Regions from separate parts of the Oryctolagus cuniculus genome. Here region 1 is linked to region 2. Evidence: chromatin contacts called from public Micro-C data. All regions are on one chromosome and are shown on one strand. Each heading gives the region's core, a stretch centred on a gene start, on an enhancer-like site or on the middle of the called end of the contact. The rest is flanking DNA. Distances are from core to core; before and after follow the strand shown. Region 1 overlaps SLCO3A1 (solute carrier organic anion transporter family member 3A1). Region 2 holds the start of SLCO3A1 (solute carrier organic anion transporter family member 3A1).

Region 1 (4,612 bases), core at 183-2,682, 110 kb before region 2:
GGCCAGGCCGAGGTCACCAAGCACAGCGGCAGGACCGGGGTGTCTCGAGCCGGCAGCCCAGGCACTCCTGTGCCATCATGGTGGTCGGGCCCGGCCCCCGCTGCTGTGCTGCGGGCCCCCTTCTCCCTCCACTCCAGGCTCCCAGCACGGCCTCAAAGGTGCGCCTGCCACTCAAAGTCTGCCTTAAATACCACCGCCTCCACGCAGCCTTCCTGGACTCTCTCTTCTTGCCCTTCTGTCACAGCACTCGGCCTGAGCTCTTTCTGTCCTTGTGCTGGAAATCTGCCTGGGTGCGGCCACAGCTCCCTGGGTGGGGCGTGCCCCGAGAAGGGAGGGAGCGGAAGTCCCCATGCACGGACCCCACCCCGCCCCGTGAGCAGCCGGTGCTCCGCTCAGGGGGCTCTGGCCCTGGCTGTCTGGGTCTGGCTGGTGAGGATTTCCCTACGCCCAGTGGGTAGCAGGGAGCAGGGCCGGAGCCGGCAGATTCTCCCCAAAACCGGAGGACACGCCGTGCATCACCCCCCACCCCTGTAAATCCCAGGGCCCAGCGGCCCCAGGCGGTGCCTGAGGACGCGGGAACACACTGCTGGCAGGGAGAGTAAACCACGTGGCGGGAACCCACCCAAAGCACAGCGGGCTGCGCCTTCCAGGGGGGCCCATGTCCCACCCTTGAGAGCAGTGAGGTCCTGCCAGAGGCCCCCCTGCCACCCTGAGTCTGGGGTCTTCCTGGGCCCCTGTGTGCAGCCTGAGGCCCGAGTCCAGGCTGCCGGCTCGGGGGCAGGAGGTCAGGCCCGCGGCCCCCAAGTCCTCAGCCTCCTTGGCTCCACTGGGAAAACAGGGCAGTGACCCGCCTGCTGCAGGCCGTCGGTTCCACCTACCAAATCACGTCCAGGCTTGGGGGGGGTGGGGCTGTGATGAGACCACATGACCACCCCTGGCACTGTGGGGTCAGTCCTCAGCTCCTCCCCAACCCACATCAGATGTCCCCTGGGCGTAACCACGCCCCTGGCCGAGAGCCGCTGACCCATAGCCTGGATTCACCGGCACAGCGGCCGGCACAGAGCAGCGGCCCCAGTATCTGTGCACAGCTGAGTCTCCCCGAGAAATGGGCCTGAGATGGGGCACCCGAGGCTCAGGGAGACGCGGGCTCTCAGGCTGTGCAGCAGGGAGGCCCGACCTCCCTGCCTGAGGCGTCCCCAGCCCGGGGCGAGGAGGGCGAGCTCGCCTAGGAGCCTCCGGCTCACTGCTGATGCGCCTGAGACGGCACCGGCAGCTGATCACGGGCTCAGGCCCTGCGCCCACGTGGCAGGTCTGGACGGAGCTCCTGGCCCCGGCTCCACCCTGGCCCAGACCTGGCTTCCGCAGGCCTTTGAAGAATGAACCGGCGCACACAGGATCTCTCCACTCACCCCTCCCCCGGTCACTCTGCCCTTCAAATACGTCAGTCAGTCTTTTTAAAAGGTGGTTTTTCTAGTAAATCCTGGATGACAACGGCTGGAACCAGGTTTGCAGTCTGGGGCAGGGGTGGGGAGAGGGCCGGAGTCTCACGTCCCCGGGTGACAAACAGGTTTAGAGGTGGGGCTGTCCTAATCAGGTTTGGGCCCGGAGGAGAGACTGGAACTGACTCACGGGGTGAGGAGGGCAAGGGACGGCCCTGCCGTCCGAGCGGGAAGTGTGACCGCTCACTCGACGGCCGCGCTGCTTCCCTCCAAGGGCTGGGGCAGCACGCAGCCCACGGACAGCTCCCGCACCTGCAGCCCCGCCCACCTCGCCTGCACCACCCGGCTTTGCTTGCGGTGTTGTTCGGGGCAGGGGGCAGCCTGGGCCGGACGTGGGCGTGGCCTCAATGTCCACGTCCCATCCCTCACGCTGCCAGAGTCACACGCTGAAATCCCAGCCCCAGGAGCCCAGCGCGGCCAAATAGAGAAAAGACGCTGATTTTGGTCTTGGGGAGACACCAGGGGGACAGGAGCAGCTGTGGCCTGGGCACTCGCGGGAGGGAAGTTTCCCATGAAAATCTACAGCCGGGGAGGCTCCGTGCACCAGCAGGGACTGCACAGGCCTCCCCAGAGCCGGGCCAGAGGATCCCGCAGACGCCCAGCTCCCCTGCGAAGGGACTTGCGGTCCCCACTGTCGTCTGAGGTGGAGGGGACGGGGGCTCACATAACTGCGAACACGGGGCAGGCTGCCTTCCTCCCTCAGCCCCCCACGGTGCCCAGCTCAGGGACGGGGCGGCTCCCGGGCAGATGGCGGCTCCCCTGCACCTGTGACTGTGGGAATCCTGGGACGGAGCTACAGGCCAGGAGGACCCCAGGCTCATGCTGCACAGTGCAGGGGTCCTCTGTGTGGTTCGTGCACCTGTGTGCTCCCTGACAACACCAGTAAACCACCACGTATGTTGTAGGCACCACCCTGGACTTCCACTCCCCCCACAGCAGCTGGCACAGCTCCCAGGCCCCTGCACACCCGTCTGGACCCCCCTGAAGGTGCAGGCACCTGCTATCCACACGGCACACTCCCAAGAACAAAGACTTAAGAGTTGATATCAACTGGTTTCTCCAGACGCGTCAGAATGGCAGAAATAAGAGAAACATGAAGGAGAAAGTGTGACTCACCGAAGGGGACAGAGATCCCAGCATCGGGCCGTGAGGACGAGGACACTGACCAACGTCTGAGAAGAAATTTGCCAGACTGATGGCAGAGGACTCGAAACAGACAAGCGAAGACGTGAGCTAAAGAAACCTAAGTAGGACACGGATGAGAAATTCTGTTGGGGAACAGAAATATTAATAATCCAACTGAAATACCAGGAGTGAAGAATTCAGTCCATCAAGTAGAGAAGACCGTGGAAACTGCACGGCAGGCCCGGTGGGGCTCAAGGAAGGATTTCTGAGCTGGGAGTCCAAGGCCAAAAAACAACAAAGAAGAAAAAAATCAACAAAACACGAGTGCTGAGGATCTAAGGGACAAACAGACGTGGCTGGGGCATCCCTGAAGAAGCGGAGAGGCAGAGTGAGCCAGAAACCTAGGCAGTGGAGCGGAACATATCCCGAATGTGGACCAAGATATGGACGTTCCAGTACCGGAAGCACACAGAACCCCGGACAAGACCGGAGGTCGGGACTGCGACGTGTTATGTTCAAGATTCCAGAATAAAAGACAAAGGAAAGATCCTAAGGTGCCGGGGAGAAACGCCAGGTCGCCTTTAAGGGGTCTCCGACCCGATTCACAGATTTCTCGTGAGAAACCCCGCAGACGGGGAGAGTGGGGAGACGCAGCCCACGTCCTTAAAAACAAAACTGCCGCCCGGAACCCCGCCCCCTGTCCCGCGCTCGTCACGACTGAGGCGAGATAAAGGCCTTCCATAACACACAGAGATTGTTGAAGGCATTTGTCACCACCCGGCCGGCCGTACAAATGACGCTTAAGGATGTGACACGCACAGAAAGAGAAAGACAAGCAGCACCCTGAAAGAGCGGGACGGCAGAAAACCTCCCGGCAACGGTGCAAAGGCGATGCAAAACAACAATGGGGTTACGGACAGAAAAATGGCAGGGCCAAGCCGCCGCTCACCAGAAATGACCTTGCATGTGAGTGGACTGAACTGTCCAGTTACAGGACACGGACTGGCTGAAGGATTTAAAAACAGCACCCTTCTATTTGCGGCCTACAAGAAACACAACTCACCAATAAAGATCCCGCAGACTGGAAGCGAAAGGTTGGAAAAAGATATTCCATGCTAACAGAAACCGAAAACGAGCAGGTGTGAGACAACATAGACTTTCAGAGAAACCGTTCACAGAGACAAGGAAGGGCACTGTGCGGGGATGGAGGGGTCAGCCCAGCAGGAAGAGGCGACCGAGGAAGTGTGTGTGCACCCCAGGCTGGAGCACCCCGAGACGTGAAAGGAATGGTGATGGAGCCAAAGGAAAGCAGAGACTAAAATACAAGAACACAGGGGACTCCAACACCCCCGATGCCTCAGTGGACAGGCCAACCTGACAGGGCCTGTGTTGTGGCGTCACCTGCAGGGCCAGCATCACACCCAGGCGAGGGTTCCAGTCCCGGCTGCTCCACTCCTGATCCAGCTCCCTGCTCATGTTCCTGGGAAATCAGTGGAAGATGGCGCAAGTGCCTGGGGCCCTGCACTCACATGACAGACATGGAAGAGGCTCCTGGCTCCGGACCAGCCCAGCTCTGGCCATTGAGGCCACCTAGGAAGTGAACCAGTGAATGGGAGACTTCCCTCCCTCCTTCCCTCCCTCCCTCCCTCCCTCCCTCCCTCTCTCTCCCCCTCTCTCTTTCAGTAACTCTGCCTTTCAAATAAACAATCAATTCTTTTAAAAAATCAGCAAAGGAACCACAGAACTAATCTACTCTATGGCCACATGGACCTAACTGCTACCGAGAGAACTCCTCACCCCGCGGTTGCAGAACACACGTTCTCGGCAGTGCATGGAACCTTCCTAGGACGGACCGTCTGCTGGGCCACAGAGCAAGCCCCGGCAGATCCTCAGTAAGCCATACACGTATCTTTTCTGACCACAATGGGATGAACCAGAAATCAACAGCTCTGGAATCTCTAGAACGTGAGCAAACACACGGAGACTGC
Region 2 (4,335 bases), core at 388-2,887:
AGGCCAGCTCCTGCCTCTCCATGGCCTGTGCCCTCAGCGTCCTGAGAAGTTCTGTCGGGGTCTGCCACTCGCACTCCACGGGCGACAGGCAAACAAACTTGGACTGGAGGCAGCTGCTGCTAGCACGCAGTCCACCCCTTATGCACACACACCTGCTCGGGCGGCACCTGCTTTGCATACGCACAGAGCAGGCCTACCGGCACCCTGTGAACGCACACTTGCATCCTAGCCAGTCCGTGTGCCCATTTAAACGTTTTCACAAATCCCCCCAAGGGAGCCTCGACACGCAGCTCTCCCCTAGGCCCGGACTCTGAAGTCCACAGTGTCTGCAACCCAGACAGGACCGGCACAACTGAGCGGGACTCACCCACAGCCCGTGGGTGAGCAAGTTCAAGATGTAGGAGGCAGAGATGGGCAACACAGATGCACCTCGATCTCCCAGGCCCTGGGACAGAGGAACCGCACAGGCGCCCGGCAGCCGTGACACCTGGCAGGACTCCCTGGCAGCGCAGGGGGGCCCAGGGCTCTCCCGGCAGGGGTGACCCCACAGCCTGCACCCTCCTGCCCAATCCCATCCCCACCAAACTCGCTCACCGGCACCAGGGCTCTGATTCCAGTGCGGCGGCCAAGAACGGATTTCACACTGGCCGGTTCTTGCTGCTCACACGGAGGCTGGACCAGGGCCGGCTGGGTGCTCTCGGGCCCTCGGGGACCCGGACCACCAAGCGCGGTGGGAACTTGTCAGTGCTGAGTCATCACCCGGGGGCCAGCCCAGACACCTAGAGTCGCGCAGGGACGCGACCCCCTGGCGGGTCCGCAGCCGCGGAGAGTGAAGGCACCAACGCGCCGCTGGCCGCCAGGTGCCAGGCTCTGTCCCCGCCGTTACCAGATCCGGAGCGGCGGCGACCGGGCATCTGGCATCTGGACCCCGGGCAGGCTGTGGGGGTGGGGGCGCCCCCCACCGCGGCCGGCTCCCCTTGGAGCCCTGCGGGCCCCGGCGGCGGCCGCGGACAGGCTGCGTAATGGACGCGCTCCCCGCCACGCAGGCTTCTGGGCTCGCCGGCCGGCTCGCGGTCCCGGGGGGAGGAGCGGCTTCCCGCACCCCGCACCCCCGGCCCCGCTCCGCGCCGGGCGAGGTCACCGCGCCGCCGCCGCCGCCGCCAGGGCCGGGCCGGGGCGCGGGGCCGGTGGCGGAGTTGGCGCAGGCACTCACCAGGTAGGCGCCCACCGTGCCCTGCGCCAGCATCAGGGCGCACTCGGACACCAGGAAGATCTTGATGTTGGAGAAGCACGACGCCTTCTTTTTCTTTTTCTTGTTCCGCTGCGCCTCGTCCCCCTGCAGCTCGCCGCTCCGGCCGCCGCCCGACGAGCCACCCGGCTTCTTGCCCTGCATCCTTCGCCGCCGCCGCCGCCGCCGCCGCCCGGGTGCGCGCCGCGAGCCTGCGTGCGTCCCCGCCCGGCCGCGCGGCCGCCCCCGTCCTGCGGGCGCAGGGGTGGAGGCCGGCTCCTGGCGCCGCGCTCGCCCTGCCTCCGCCCGCCCCGCGCCGCCGCCTCCGGCTCGCCTGTGCCAATCACCGGGCTGCTCGCGCCGCGCGCCGCGGCGGCCCCGGCCCCGGCTCCGAGGCCCGGCCCGGTCCCGCCGTGCGCCCGGGGAGGCCGCGCGGCCCAGGCCCGGAGGGTCCGCCCCCTCCGCTGCCCCCACCCCGGGGGAGCCCCGGCGGCGGAAGGGCGGGGGTCCCCGGGAGAGGCCGGCGGCGCGCGGCCCCCAGGTGGCGCTGCGGGGCCCAGGCGCGCGGAGACCGGTGCGGGGCGCCCCCGCGGGGCCGGGGAGAGCAGCCCCGTGGGAGCAAAAGGACCAGGGCCGGGCTCCGCGGGGCTAGGAAGCGGCCCCCCACCCCCCGCCCCTCCCAGCCTTCAGGGGTCAGGGGTCAGGGCCACGGGGCTCGACCCCGGCTCCGGCTCCTTGTGCCCACGCAGGCCCTGAACAAGCCCCAGCACCGCGGACGCCCTGGGTCCTCGCGCTCTTGACGGAGCCCTGGAATGAGAGCAGGCCGCCCCCCGAGTGGGCGCCTTCCAGGAGGGACATGCTGTAGGCCATGCTGGGCCGCCTCCCCCACCCTCCCCAGCCGCCCCTCCCAGGCGCTGTCACCAGGGTCCCTCCTGCCCCCGCCCCCCACTCACAGCCACTTTCCGGAACCTCCTATCTCCCTGGCATCCCCGGCCCTTGTCACTCTCTCGCCAGAGACCTTTTATTGTTATTATTATATATTTAATTATCGAAGGCAGAGTTAGAGAGAGAGAGGAGGAGACATACACACAGAGAGGTGTTCCATCCGCTGGCCCACCTGCCTCCACAGCCCTGGTTGGGCCAAGCTGAAGCCAGGAGCCAGGTGCTTCATCTGGGTCTCCTGTGTATGGCAGGGACCCCAACCCCAGGGCCATCTCCTGTTGCCTTTCCAGGCCATCAGCAGGAAGCTGGATTGCAAATGGAGCAGCCGAGTCTTGAACCTGTGCCCATATGGGATGGCGGCATCACAGGCAGAGGCTTAACCTGCTAGGCCACAGGACCATCCCCCCCAGCCCCCGAAGACCTTGACGGGCAGGCTCTCCCTGCGGTGACCTGTGCCCGGGGCTGAGCTGTGTGGGCCCAGGGTGGCGACCACTGCTGTGGTCACTCAGCAGCTGATGCTGTGTCTCAGGAAACACCGGGCTCTGAACCGCGCGCGGGCCAGCACCAGCCCTGGTGCACAGAGGCCCGTGTGGCAGGCCCAGCCTTTGACAGCAGGGAGGCTGCCTGCGGGGGTCTGCATGAGGGGCTCGGGGTAGCCGCGAGCCCCGTGTCACTCAGCAGGGAGGGACAGGCCACCAGGCCCCCGCAGTGTGAGAGGGACATGGGCGTTTCCGTGTAACCGTTTATGTTCAATTAAAAAAAAATCTTTCTTCAGAGACGTGCGGTTACTGCCAGAGCGAAGCTGTGGGTTCGTCCTGTGACCCATGACCAGGGCTGGGCGTGAGGCTACAGCAGCCGCCTGGTCAGCCTGGTGGTAGCCGGAGGCTAGGAGCCACCCCTCGGCCCCTCCCCCGTGCCATCTGCACCTGGGGTTCCTGGTGGATGGGGTCCGGCCAAGGAGCTGTCGCTGCTGTCCTCTGCGTGGTGCCGGGCTTGCTAGCAGCACTGATTCTCAAAACCAGTGGCGAGTGGTTCTCTAGAGCCGGCGGCCGGCAAGGGGCAGGAGGTAAGCCTCCCCTTCCACCCCAGGCCAGCCTGAGCCCCGTGGACCGTGGACGAGGCCGATGCTAGTGGGGGTGTAGCCCTGGAGACCCCCGGGGCCAGCTCTGGCGGCACCACGCCCTGGAGGCCTGGCGTGCCTGCTGCCCGCCCCCTTTGCGGGCTGGCCAGCTGCAGATGGCACGTTCGGGGCTGGCGCGGCACCCTGGACGCCCGCACAGCTCCCGCGGCTGTGTCGGCCCCTCTGACGCTGCTCTGGGCGAGGTGACTTTGGCAAGTCAGATGCACGTGTTGCGTGTGGGTCAAGGCCACGCATCCACGCCCCTCCCTCTGTCGGATGGCGGAGATGCCACCTAACCGTGACGGCTGATCCAGGAGCGCCAAAGACTGAGTGACAGAAGATACACTGGCCCTGGATCCCTAAAATGCAAAATGGCTGTAGGCAAACTCTCAGCGATCAATATTTGGAGAGACCCCAAGCACACACACACATGCTTGGAAGCACCGTCCATTGGCTCATCCATGCAGGCAAGAAGCGAGTTAATGTCTTGGTCACAGGGAAGGAATGACAGCGTCTGCCCGCGCCCCTGGGCAGTGGCGAGGCCTCCCAGCAGGCAGCCCCGGTGCAACGCAGCACAGCAGGAACCCTTGCTCGAGCAGGGCACACGCACCATCTTCTGCCAGCTTCAGTGTTGCTCACAAATGCAACGTTGAGAAATAAATGCAAAGAATGATTTCTGATTGTCACCGGGGTGGAAAATAGAGGCTTGGATCCCAGTCTGTGGGGGACCTCTTCTGTTCTCTTCCTTCTTTTTCTGAAAGTGCACGGCTCACATACTGTGTCCAGGCAAGGTTAGACTTGGGGCTGGGCCAGCTTCTTTGGCTGGAGACTAGCATTCGGGCCGGGCGGAAGCGGATTTTCTTTCCTCGGAGTTCTGCGTTCCGCACCCCCCCCCCCCCACACACACACCAATTAGCCGGATCCATATGCTTCCGCCGCGGAGCCCTGGTTGCGGCTTCTATATTCACAGCTCCATCGCTGAAATTACCCCTCTTCATTAGACCACATCCTGAAGCTCAGCGCGGAAACGGAAAGGCGAGACGTC

What was found. A called contact is a pair of places that touch in the nucleus more often than the background predicts.
Region 1: a contact with region 2 is called in a Micro-C map of ear pinna, with 10 times the contacts expected there. The contact joins the enhancer-like site here to the promoter of SLCO3A1 in region 2. A contact is called at or near these places in 3 of 6 Hi-C or Micro-C datasets (ear pinna, psoas muscle and an unstated tissue).

The regions. Positions count from the first base shown.
Region 1 is chr12:2,824,656-2,829,267 of mOryCun1.1, reverse strand. The region is part of intron 2 of SLCO3A1 (solute carrier organic anion transporter family member 3A1); the gene reads right to left. Among named protein-coding and RNA genes, the nearest start is that of SLCO3A1, 110 kb to the right of the region's middle. Within about 2 kb of position 1,432, at least 1 of the 8 cell types and tissues checked has an H3K27ac peak or open chromatin away from gene starts, as enhancers often do.
Region 2 is chr12:2,716,676-2,721,010 of mOryCun1.1, reverse strand. It overlaps SLCO3A1 (solute carrier organic anion transporter family member 3A1), which reads right to left and starts at 1,637. Exons shown (of 11, transcript XM_070053479.1): 1 at 1,214-1,637. The coding sequence starts at 1,393.